Linked DNA regions of Mus musculus: region 2 is linked to region 1. The links are chromatin contacts, called in public HiChIP or PLAC-seq maps. All regions are on one chromosome and are shown on one strand. Each heading gives the region's core, a stretch centred on a gene start, on an enhancer-like site or on the middle of the called end of the contact. The rest is flanking DNA. Distances are from core to core; before and after follow the strand shown. Region 1 overlaps Gm16311 (predicted gene 16311). Region 2 holds the start of Dab2 (disabled 2, mitogen-responsive phosphoprotein).

What was found. HiChIP or PLAC-seq counts read pairs in DNA pulled down with a chosen protein or histone mark.
Region 2: a contact with region 1 is called in an H3K4me3 HiChIP or PLAC-seq map of bone marrow-derived macrophages, with 4 times the contacts expected there. The contact joins the promoter of Dab2 here to the enhancer-like site in region 1. A contact is called at or near these places in 5 of 39 promoter capture datasets (3T3-L1-derived adipocytes, embryonic stem cells, macrophages and 2 more), 2 of 484 Hi-C or Micro-C datasets (macrophages and uterus), 3 of 115 datasets of contacts at active chromatin or transcription factors (bone marrow-derived macrophages, heart atrium and stem cell-derived neural progenitor cells) and 4 of 9 other capture datasets (adipose tissue, liver, macrophages and 1 more).

Annotation. Positions count from the first base shown.
Region 1 is chr15:6,301,859-6,306,633 of GRCm38.p6, reverse strand. It overlaps Gm16311 (predicted gene 16311), which reads left to right. Exons shown (of 3, transcript NR_168062.1): 2 at 1,992-2,175; 3 at 3,176-3,389. It also overlaps a transcript of Dab2 not described here. Among named protein-coding and RNA genes, the nearest start is that of Gm16311, 5.7 kb to the left of the region's middle. Within about 2 kb of position 2,618, at least 14 of the 459 cell types and tissues checked have an H3K27ac peak or open chromatin away from gene starts, as enhancers often do. A contact at or near this core is called in adipose tissue and bone marrow-derived macrophages, where this site is marked.
Region 2 is chr15:6,383,802-6,388,576 of GRCm38.p6, reverse strand. Dab2 (disabled 2, mitogen-responsive phosphoprotein) reads right to left here and starts at 1,829. Exons shown (of 15, transcript NM_023118.5): 1 at 1,645-1,829.

The sequences.
Region 1 (4,775 bases), core at 1,369-3,868:
AGCCCCCCCCCTCAAAAAAAAAGCCTTGATAAATACAAAGGGATTGAGATCATGTGCAGTGTGGAATTAGAAACAAACAAGGAAGAATCAAAGTTCATATGGGAATTAAATAACAGTTCTAGGCCAGCAATAGATGAAGAACGAGAATCACCAGAGAGCGTACGATGTATTTCATGGTGACTGAGGATGAAGGAACAACATCAAGATGTGTGGGCTCCTGGAGAAGCTTCTGGCCATAGACAACCACAGTTATTCAGTTATTTAATTCTCATTCTCTCCCTCTCTGTCTCTCTCTGTCTCTCTGTCTCTCTGTCTCTCTGTCTGTCTCTCTGTCTCTCTCTCTCTCTGAGGCATGGTTTCTCTGTGTAGCCCTGGCTGTGCTGAAACTCACTCTGTAAACCAGGCTGCACCACCCCTCCCAGCTACAACTACATTTAAAAAGGTAAAGACTTCTACTTAACAATTGAAATTTCTGCCTTGGCACCTGAAAATAAAAGGAAAAAAATATGAAAATGCAAAGCAAAACAGAAATAGTAAAGACTGTAGGAAAAAAAGTTAAGAAACAAAGGTTTTCTAAAGAGATAATTAAAGAACCCCAATTTTTTAAGGGTCAGCAAAACTGATGAGTCTTTCCCTATAGAAACAAACAAACCCAAGACAGACTAAAAATTCTAAACCTCTACAGTTCAAGAACAAAGTGATGGGGGCACATTGAATTTACAGTCTTGCAAACTAAGAGGTAAGAGGAACTTCAAGGGCTGGAAGTAGAGCTGGCTGACAGATCTTGAGTGTAATTGCAAGGCAGTGAATTCAATGTACAACACCTCAAAAGGGAAAACATGGTAGTGTATGACTGTAATTCCAACTCTGTCAACCCAGGCTCGGGTAGGAGACTCTTGAGGTCAAGGACAGCCTGTGCTATATAGCTGAGACTCTAAGACACAGACTTAGCTATAAAGAGACTTCCCCAGCCTCGTGGGAGCTTCTATGAGAAACACAGTTGATTTTATACATAATGACAAAAGAGCTAAAGTTTTCCCTTTCCCTAGTATTTGGAGCAAATCAAAGATTTGTGTTCTTTTCATCCATGAAATGCTGTATTGGAAGTTCTAGACCAAGCACGTAGGCAATGAAATGAAAACAACTGCCATCTAAATGCAAAAGGTTGAGGACCTCTCTCTTCAGATTACGTGTTCCTGTATCGAGGTAATCAGTTTGTTAGTACTCATAATCAAGTTTGGCAAGGTTAAATTTTACTTCCAATATACAGTTTAAAAATAAACTGCATTTCTAGAGGCTTAAAATGAACAATGCAAAAATGAATATTAAAAGCAAAAATTTCTTTACCATTTCATCACAAAGGATAAAATAGGCATAAAGGAACAGATTCAGTGTGGTCCCTGTAAAATTTCTAGGCAGGTTCTACAAAGAAATGACAAAGCAGTCATAAAATTTTTATTGAAGTGCAAAGAAATGAGACAGGCCACTTAATCTTTAAAAAGAATGAAGCTCTTGAACTTTTACTATGTCTCAGTTTGGAATCCTTACAGTTAGAGCAAGTGTAAACTCAACACTAGTGTACAAACGGTCAAATGGGGAAGAATAGAGATTCCAGAAATCAACCTTCACATTTGCAGCCAGTCTGTCTTTGACAAGGACCCAAGACAGCTCACTGGAGGAAATAAGAATACTTTTCAGCAATACGTGTTAGAAAATGGGATATACATTTATAGAAGAATGAAACTAGACTCCCACAACATCTGCAAAATATTAAGATGAGACAATGACATACATGAGCTTAAGTTACAAAATTCTCAGGAGAAAACATACACATAATTATTCAACTAGAACAAATATATTTTAATAGTGATGTGACTTAGAACAGGTGATAATACACTAAGAAGCCCTCATTTGCTGTTGCTTTTTTATAGAATACTTCCTTAGTGTGTATGAAGACTAGCTAAAGTGCCCCCCCCTTTTTTTTTGTCTAGACAACCTACCTCTATGGAAATACCTTTTCAAGATACAAACAAATGAGGAGTGATGTGTAAAGATGGCTGACTTGAAGGACCATTTATGAATGGAAACCATCTTATACTTTCAAGAGGAAGAGGCTTGACATTCATGGTGCAGTCACTTATAGAATGACTGCTTTCCTACTTCTGCAGGGATGAAGTAAGTCTATACATACTGACATGGACATCTGTTCATGATATGTGAAGACAAATGAAGACATTTCATATGTTTTATACCTATAATGTCAAGGCTATGCCCTAGACTTGGCCCATGTGCATCCAGTGATTGTTCAGCTTCACACAGTAATGGAATAACAAACAGAAATGTGGTTTAAACACAGAATATACTCAGAAAATACGCACGTCAGTTTCTAGTGGTTATCCATAGAGAACAGATAGGTAGAAGAAAGAAATGAAAGAGGGGCATAGTTTACCTTTTACTCTCTGTTTTTTAATATTTGAACTTAACATGGTTTCATGAACCATATTTGAACTTAACATGATGTCATATGTTCATATTTTCATAATAAGGAAGATATGCCTTAGATTACTCTAAATAAGGAAGAAACTACATTTGATAAATACCGCATTTTAGAAGTAGTTTTGTTTCCCCTTTTGACATACTCAAAAAGTAGTCACTTCCTTAAACCTAGTTTTTCTCTGTATAGATTTCCTTCTTTCTAGATAAGTAGAATTGACTCAGACTAGATTAAACTTCTTATATTTGAAAGCCCCACACCCACCCACCCATTGTGAAGTGCCCTGTTTTCTGTCGTTTCACCAGGATAACATCTCATTTTGTTCACCCTTTTGTACTCATTTTTCATTATTGTCGTGGTTGGACTGACTCTGTTTAAGATTACATGCAAAGATGTGCCAAATGGCATGACCCGTTATTAAGAATCTAGAATGTTCCAAGTTTTGAGCCTTGCACCAAGTGTTTTCGGTATCACTTACTGTTAGATGTGTATGCTTGTCAAAAGCAATTACCCCTGATTCAGCAAAATTCAATGCTTTCTAACGAATGATCGGGAGGGTAAACAACTCATTTTCATGGAGGGGTTGATATTTTCAGGCCTGCCTCAAAGGAAAGTTTCTAAGAGGCCAGGAAAGAATTCAGGAGAAAGGAAACAGCAGGAAGACCCTGTATTTCTCTGCAGATCAGCAGGACTGCTTGCCAACACCAACATCGCAATGTTTCAGAGCCCAATTTTCCATATTTTGAAACGGCTTGCAGCGATTCCACGGAGCGAGTCAATCTGCCATCAACGGGGGCTTTTCTGTTTGTGGCTAAACTTTCTATTCTGTGGCACCTCAGCTAAATGGTGAAGGTTTAACTTTTTGAAAATAAATAAAAAATGATGGTGACTCATACGGAGGCAGTGGTTGCATCCAAATTGCCTGGGATGCCTAAGATGCAGATTTCCCAGACTAATCATAGAGTTACCCCAGTGTCCGAGGTGGGGCCTAAGAATCTGCATTTCAGGTGAGTTCCCAGGTAAGCCCGTGGCTGCTATTCTAGGGCCCATGTTTTGAGAAGCTCTGTGCTGGAGGCTTAGGCTACTGGAACCTTCAGTGAGTAACTAGCCACGCCAACCTGCCTCTCAAATACAGAGATTGTGCACACCAATGTCAGTGGCATGGTCTCTGAGCCTGATTAACCTACAAAGAGAAGTACACAGTACATGCAAATACTGACTGCTCAATGTCTGAAAATGGCAACCACCAGTTCAGACCATCTTTAATATATATGTTCCTTATTCCCCTCAAAACCAATCTTGATTTTGTTTTCTAAGACCACTGAATTAACTGGAACTCACAGGCCCTCCAGGGTTAAAAAGAGCCACAAACTCTAGGTTCCCTGATCCAACATTCTGAAGACTGGCTTTTAACATGTTCTGTAGAGTTGTCAGTGACACACAGAGAATATGGATTAGACACAGGCACTTCGGAATTGTTTCACTCCTGCTTAAACCAAGTAGGTATTGTTTTAGTCATCAAAGCAAAGTTTAGTCGGTTCTGTTTATAGTTCAACAAAATCACTGTATTTCAGATAGGTCTCTTCTGGCTTGGCAACTGGGCTGGTTAATTAATAATACTTGTATTAATCAAACATGAAAGCTGTTATTCTTACAGTGTACACTGAAACTATGCCAGGCAAAGTGGAAATGTTCAACTTCCAACTTATTCAGCAATTCTAGTGCCAGACATGGTGTTAATTGTTTTATGCATAGTTATGTGTTTTCTTTTTATTATGTTATATTGAAATGGGCAGAGCTTTAATTTTCGCACCAGCTGAGTCAAGTTGGTTTTCAACTAAATCATACGTGCCAGCAGTGTTTTCCAGAAAGCTGAGGTTTGCCTTATGAGAAGCCAAAGGCAACTCCAATCGTTACTGAAAATGTCACATATGTGGAAGGAGGCAGCTTTGCCTGTATACACACTTAGGTTACAAGAGCGATAATAATTCATCTTAATTGTGAAGTTGAGAGAATGTAAAATTAGAGTGCAACATTCATTCAATAAAGACATTTATTTTCTATTTTTTCTACGGATGTCTTTGTAGCATTCAGGTGGTGTTTGGATCATTTAAGTCATTTTGTGAAAGCACAGTTTTTGTGACCACTTCTATATTAATATATATGAAGAATAAAGAAGTTGTTTCTTTAGGACATGAGTCAGATTATTTAATGAGTATTTATGAGAGTGGGGAGGGAGCGGTGGAGGGAGGGAAGGAGAGGGGGAGCAAGTGTACCGGGA
Region 2 (4,775 bases), core at 580-3,079, 83 kb before region 1:
AAGAGACCACCACACCTCTCTGGTGCTTTCTCAAGGGCTCTTGCTAATCTCGCCTTCTGAGCTGTGTTCCTCTAGCATTGCTTTGTCTAGATAGCTGTTTTCCTCTCCAAAGCCTGAATCCCCAACACTCCTAAATTCTCAAGCCAGTACATTTCTTTCAGTACTGCTGTGCCCTGCCTCAACCAAGGGAGTGGAGAGAGGTAGAGTCCTTGGTGGGTGGGGTAGCTAGCTAAAACAGGGCAGCCTAATCCAGGACAAGATAGCACCATGAAAAGCCATTTGGTAGCAGTGGCTCCCGAGTCCTGGCTAGTCCCTCCTTTCTAAACAACCAGTCACTGCTACTATGTGCAGAACCCAGGCCTCAAGATTGTAAACTAGGTAGGTTAGACATCCCATCAGAAGCGTTCCTGGAGCCTTATCAGCTATCTCCAAGGGATTTTGGCAAATTTTCTGCCATTACTTAGGTTGGAGTTATATCTACCTCCACCCTTCCCCTCCTGCTTTGCCTGATTAGGGCCAGAAATTTTTTCATCTTTATAGAGCAACAGCAACATTTACTATTCATGAAGTTGCCCCTCCATAATTTTTAAAGCTTTCCATGTGCCTGGAAGCTTGCTCGTTTTTGCTCTTCTCGGTTTACAGGGTGGCTCCCTTTCTTCCAAACACAGGCGAAGAAAGAGGAAAGGGTGGGAGGGGGTGCCTCGGGTGGAGATAACATCCATATTTTTTAACTGTTTTTAATCCAGTTAAATTTCCCTTCGGATTCACACAGCTCCCATCTGAAACCGACTACAGAGCTGAATTCCAGACTCAGGATTAAGTGGAGGAGAGCAGGCAGGAAGAAATAACAGCCAGCTCTATGCCGCAAAGAGAACCGCTACGTTGGCAGGGTCTCCAAGGTTTTAAACACAGTTTAGTCCCTCTTCTTGAATTCTTAATCCTTCCAAATAATTTACAACAGTCAAGAAAAACAGCATTCAAACGCTTCACGATTTAAAACAAGTTTGTTACGTGGCTTGGGCAGATACTTTTCTTAGGAATGCTGGTATAAGACAAAGTTCACATTTTTAATGCCCTGTGCTGTCAGTCAGCAGAAAATAGCTCCTCGGAGGCACAGACCATGTCCCCAGCCTTTGTCGCACAGTAAAACTGAACATCATTCAGGAGTTTATTAGGTGGTCAGCAGCCACACCGCGCATTCCCTGGGATGTCCCCTAAGCCCTAAAAACTAGGGCTCGTGTACAACACACACACACACACACACACACACACACACACACACACACACACACACAGGGACTCGTTAAATGTCACAGGATGGGCGCCTTGAGTCCGACCCCAAAGGTAAAATGCATTCCTTGGAAGCATTCCACAGATGTCAGGCCACAAAACCCGCTGCTCTCCCCGGAGTACACTGTCTCATTTGTAAGATTTCCCCAGCGCCCAAGGTCTGCAGCCAAGGCAGGGATGGGAAGAGAGGAGCCAGCAAAGGAGAGAAGTAGGTCGCAAAAAAAGAAAAAAAAGAAAAAAAAAGAAAAAAAAGGAAAAAAAGAGAAAGAAAGAAAGAAAGAAAGAAAGAAAGAAAGAAAGAAAGAAAGAAAGAAAGAAGGGACCGAAGGGAAGGGGGATGGCAGAGTTACTCACGGACTAGCTAGTGCTTCTGTGGAGCCAGCATGACTTCCCCGCGCCCGAAGCCTCAAGGCTGCAGCGCCGAGGACGCGGAGAACGCCACTTAAATAGCCGCGCGGCCACTCCCGGTAGAGATATGGTTCTAATCAGATGCTGGCTCTGAGGACTCTCCAGGAATGTGGCGGCGGGATGTTTTTGCTGCCTGGACTTGGTAACTCCCCCTCAACGTGTCTGCCGAGTCTTCCAAACTTAACTGTTTATTAACTCGAACTAAAGCCACGGAGATCCGGCGCCTCCTGCGCCTCCTGCGCCCCGTGCGCCCGGCCAGCTGGGGGCGATCGCAGAGACCCGGAAAAAGGAGCGTGCACACAACCCGGGCCAGGAGCCCCACACTGCCTTGGGCCAGAAAGGGTGCACGTAAGGACAGGAAAAGGGAAATTCTGGAGGAAAAGGATGGGATCCTCTGAGCTGCGTTTCGCAGATCCGTTCCCTGGATTGCCACTTCGAGTGGCGTGGCACGCGAACTGCGAACTCATCCTAAACCGCCTGGGGCATTTTGAACAAAGACGCGCCTTTACTCCTGACTTTCCGTTCCCGGGTCCAGTCTGTCCTTTCTAAAGCTGGGCATGTGACTGGATTGTTACCTTTAAAGAAAATCACTATTCTTTAATTGTGAACGTGCTTAAACAGGAGGGAAATCTATGTGTGCCCAAGTAAAAAGATGCCCTGTTATTGAAATTTAATATCACGCTCGAGCATATTCTCGCTATTAAACTGGCCTAAACAAAACAAGTTAGCCTCCATATAAATGATCTACATTTGTGATCATTTCAGTGTATATCCACCCACACGTAGATAACATGACTTTGTCTGCTAGTTTCTACAGCATTTCTTATTCCTTCATGAAAATATTGAGATATGTGAATAAGTATTGGAAGGTGTTTCATCGATGCTCAGCTGTGGATAGCCCGGCAGAGCAGACCTTGGGAATCCTATAGAATCTCACAATTTCTTTTCTGTATATTTTAAAGTCAGGGGACAATTGTTAAATAGTCACAGAAACAGTGGTGCTTTTCAAGTACTTAAGAAATTAAGCTTTGGGAAGATCCTCCTCCCCTTCTCCCTCCTTCCCCTCCCCCTTCTCCCTCCTTCCCCTCCCCCTTCTCCCTCCTTCCCCCTTCTCCCTCCTTCCCCTCCCCCTTCTCCCTCCTTCCCCCCTTTTCCCTCCTTCCCCTCCCCCTTCCTCCTCTTCCACTTTCTTATTTAGTCCTTTTTTTCTTGTTCCTCCTCCTCTTGTCTGTTTTTCCTTCTGCTCCTCCTCTTCTTCCCTCTCCCTCCTGCCCCTCCTCCCCTGTTGTAAGCAGAATGTACTGACTATGAAAATGACAAATTGTGACTTGGATGGAAACGGGTTATTGATTTTATTGAGTAAGCAACACAATGGATTTGCATTTTACCACTGAGAATCCAGGGTTCAAATTGGGCTTATGGTGCACCAAGGATGTATTTTGTGGTCCATGCCTAGCCCCAGCTGCAAAATCACTGTAATTTGAGGTAGCTCAATGAGAGTGGCAGTTTCTGCTTGCAAGTAGGTCAGGCTTGGAGCAGCCCTCATGCAGGGAGAGTAAGAGACACAGAGCAACACAGCTGGTCCAGGTGCTGCCCCTACCTGACCTCTGGATTCCCTTCACACTTGGGTGTGCAGAGTAGAGGTGTGTGTGTGTGTGTGTGTGTGTGTGTGTGTGCTTCCAATATTCCTCTGAGGTAATTTTCTATGGTTGAAAAAAAAAGGATTTTCAGTGAATGATGGAAGGTCTACTTTTCAGTTCTATGAAGGCACAAGACATAGGTGCGAACTTTAATTCTGCTAGCTCTGAGAACATCACACTTTGATTCTCAAATCTAGTAGTCTAGAGAAATGGTGTCATTTCAAAAAGTTCAAAAATTAGGGGAAAAAAAGGTAGTTCATTCACACAAACAGGGGCTCTGATAATATAAAAGAAACAAGTCTACAGACAGACATGAATCATTTCTCAATGTGGAAGTGGCCACTTAGGCCTTTGTCTTTATCTATATAGTTGAAAGATTATTATCAAAATGTGTTAACTTGCTCCCACTAGATGGAATGGATTTGCCTTAGAAACCAGAGAAAGAAAACGATTTCATCTGCTGTGAACTGCAGTTGTGAAGCAGTGATGTGGACCCAAAGAGCTCATTTGTGAGCAGCAGGCTCATAGTGGCTGCTTAAAGCGAACACCCTTGTGTTAGACAGAAATCTAAAGAGCCCACAGTAGAGAGTTCTGGTTTTGCAGTGTATTTTTATACCTCTAGGGTGCTGATATTGGTCTTGGCAGTAGTTCAATGTCCTGCTCACATTATGGGGGGGGGGGGGGATGAAAATAAATTTAACTCTTTTTATCCCAGGAGGTCCTGTTTCTTACCATTCCTACCACATCTAAGTTGATAACTTTTCAGTAAGTCTAAAATGAACATCTCCACATAAGAAACACACACACACCAAAGTCCACCCCGGTGTTCATCACCACTAAAATTTGTTTAGAGAATTAAAGTAGGAAAAAAATTAAATGCAGTGCTTTATAAACCAAGGTCCCCACATAAGGACAGTCGTTTGCACAAAAACCTGCCCTGTGGTAGGGTGGGGTGGAGTCTGGACTGTGTTCCCAGCCGAGAAAGGGGTAGTTAATCCCGTGACAGCTTGCTGAAGAATGCATGGTTTATTATTAAAGTAATCTCTTAAGGTTTTCCTGGAATGTACTCTCACAGCAGCTCTGCCTATGCAGGCTATCCTATGTATGTCTGTTCTTCCATGATGAAAACTGTCGATTCTTAGCTCAAACGTCTGGCCCTTTCTCTCCTACCCCTCACCCCTGCCTATTCCTCAGCTGCTCAGTGTTCCTCACACTGCCTGTTTGAATTGTGCTTATTTCCCGTGAACGATAGATCGTATCGGCCTCAAGGAAACTGTCCACTTCTCTGCTTATTGGACACATAGAGCTATTCAAACCAAACAAAGCAAGCATGGCAAGATGGGATCTGTCTCTAGTCCTAACTATTCTGGAGGCTGGGGCAGGAGGATGAGTAAGTTCAAGAGGGGAAAAAAAATATCAAAGAAGAGTTGACTGAGA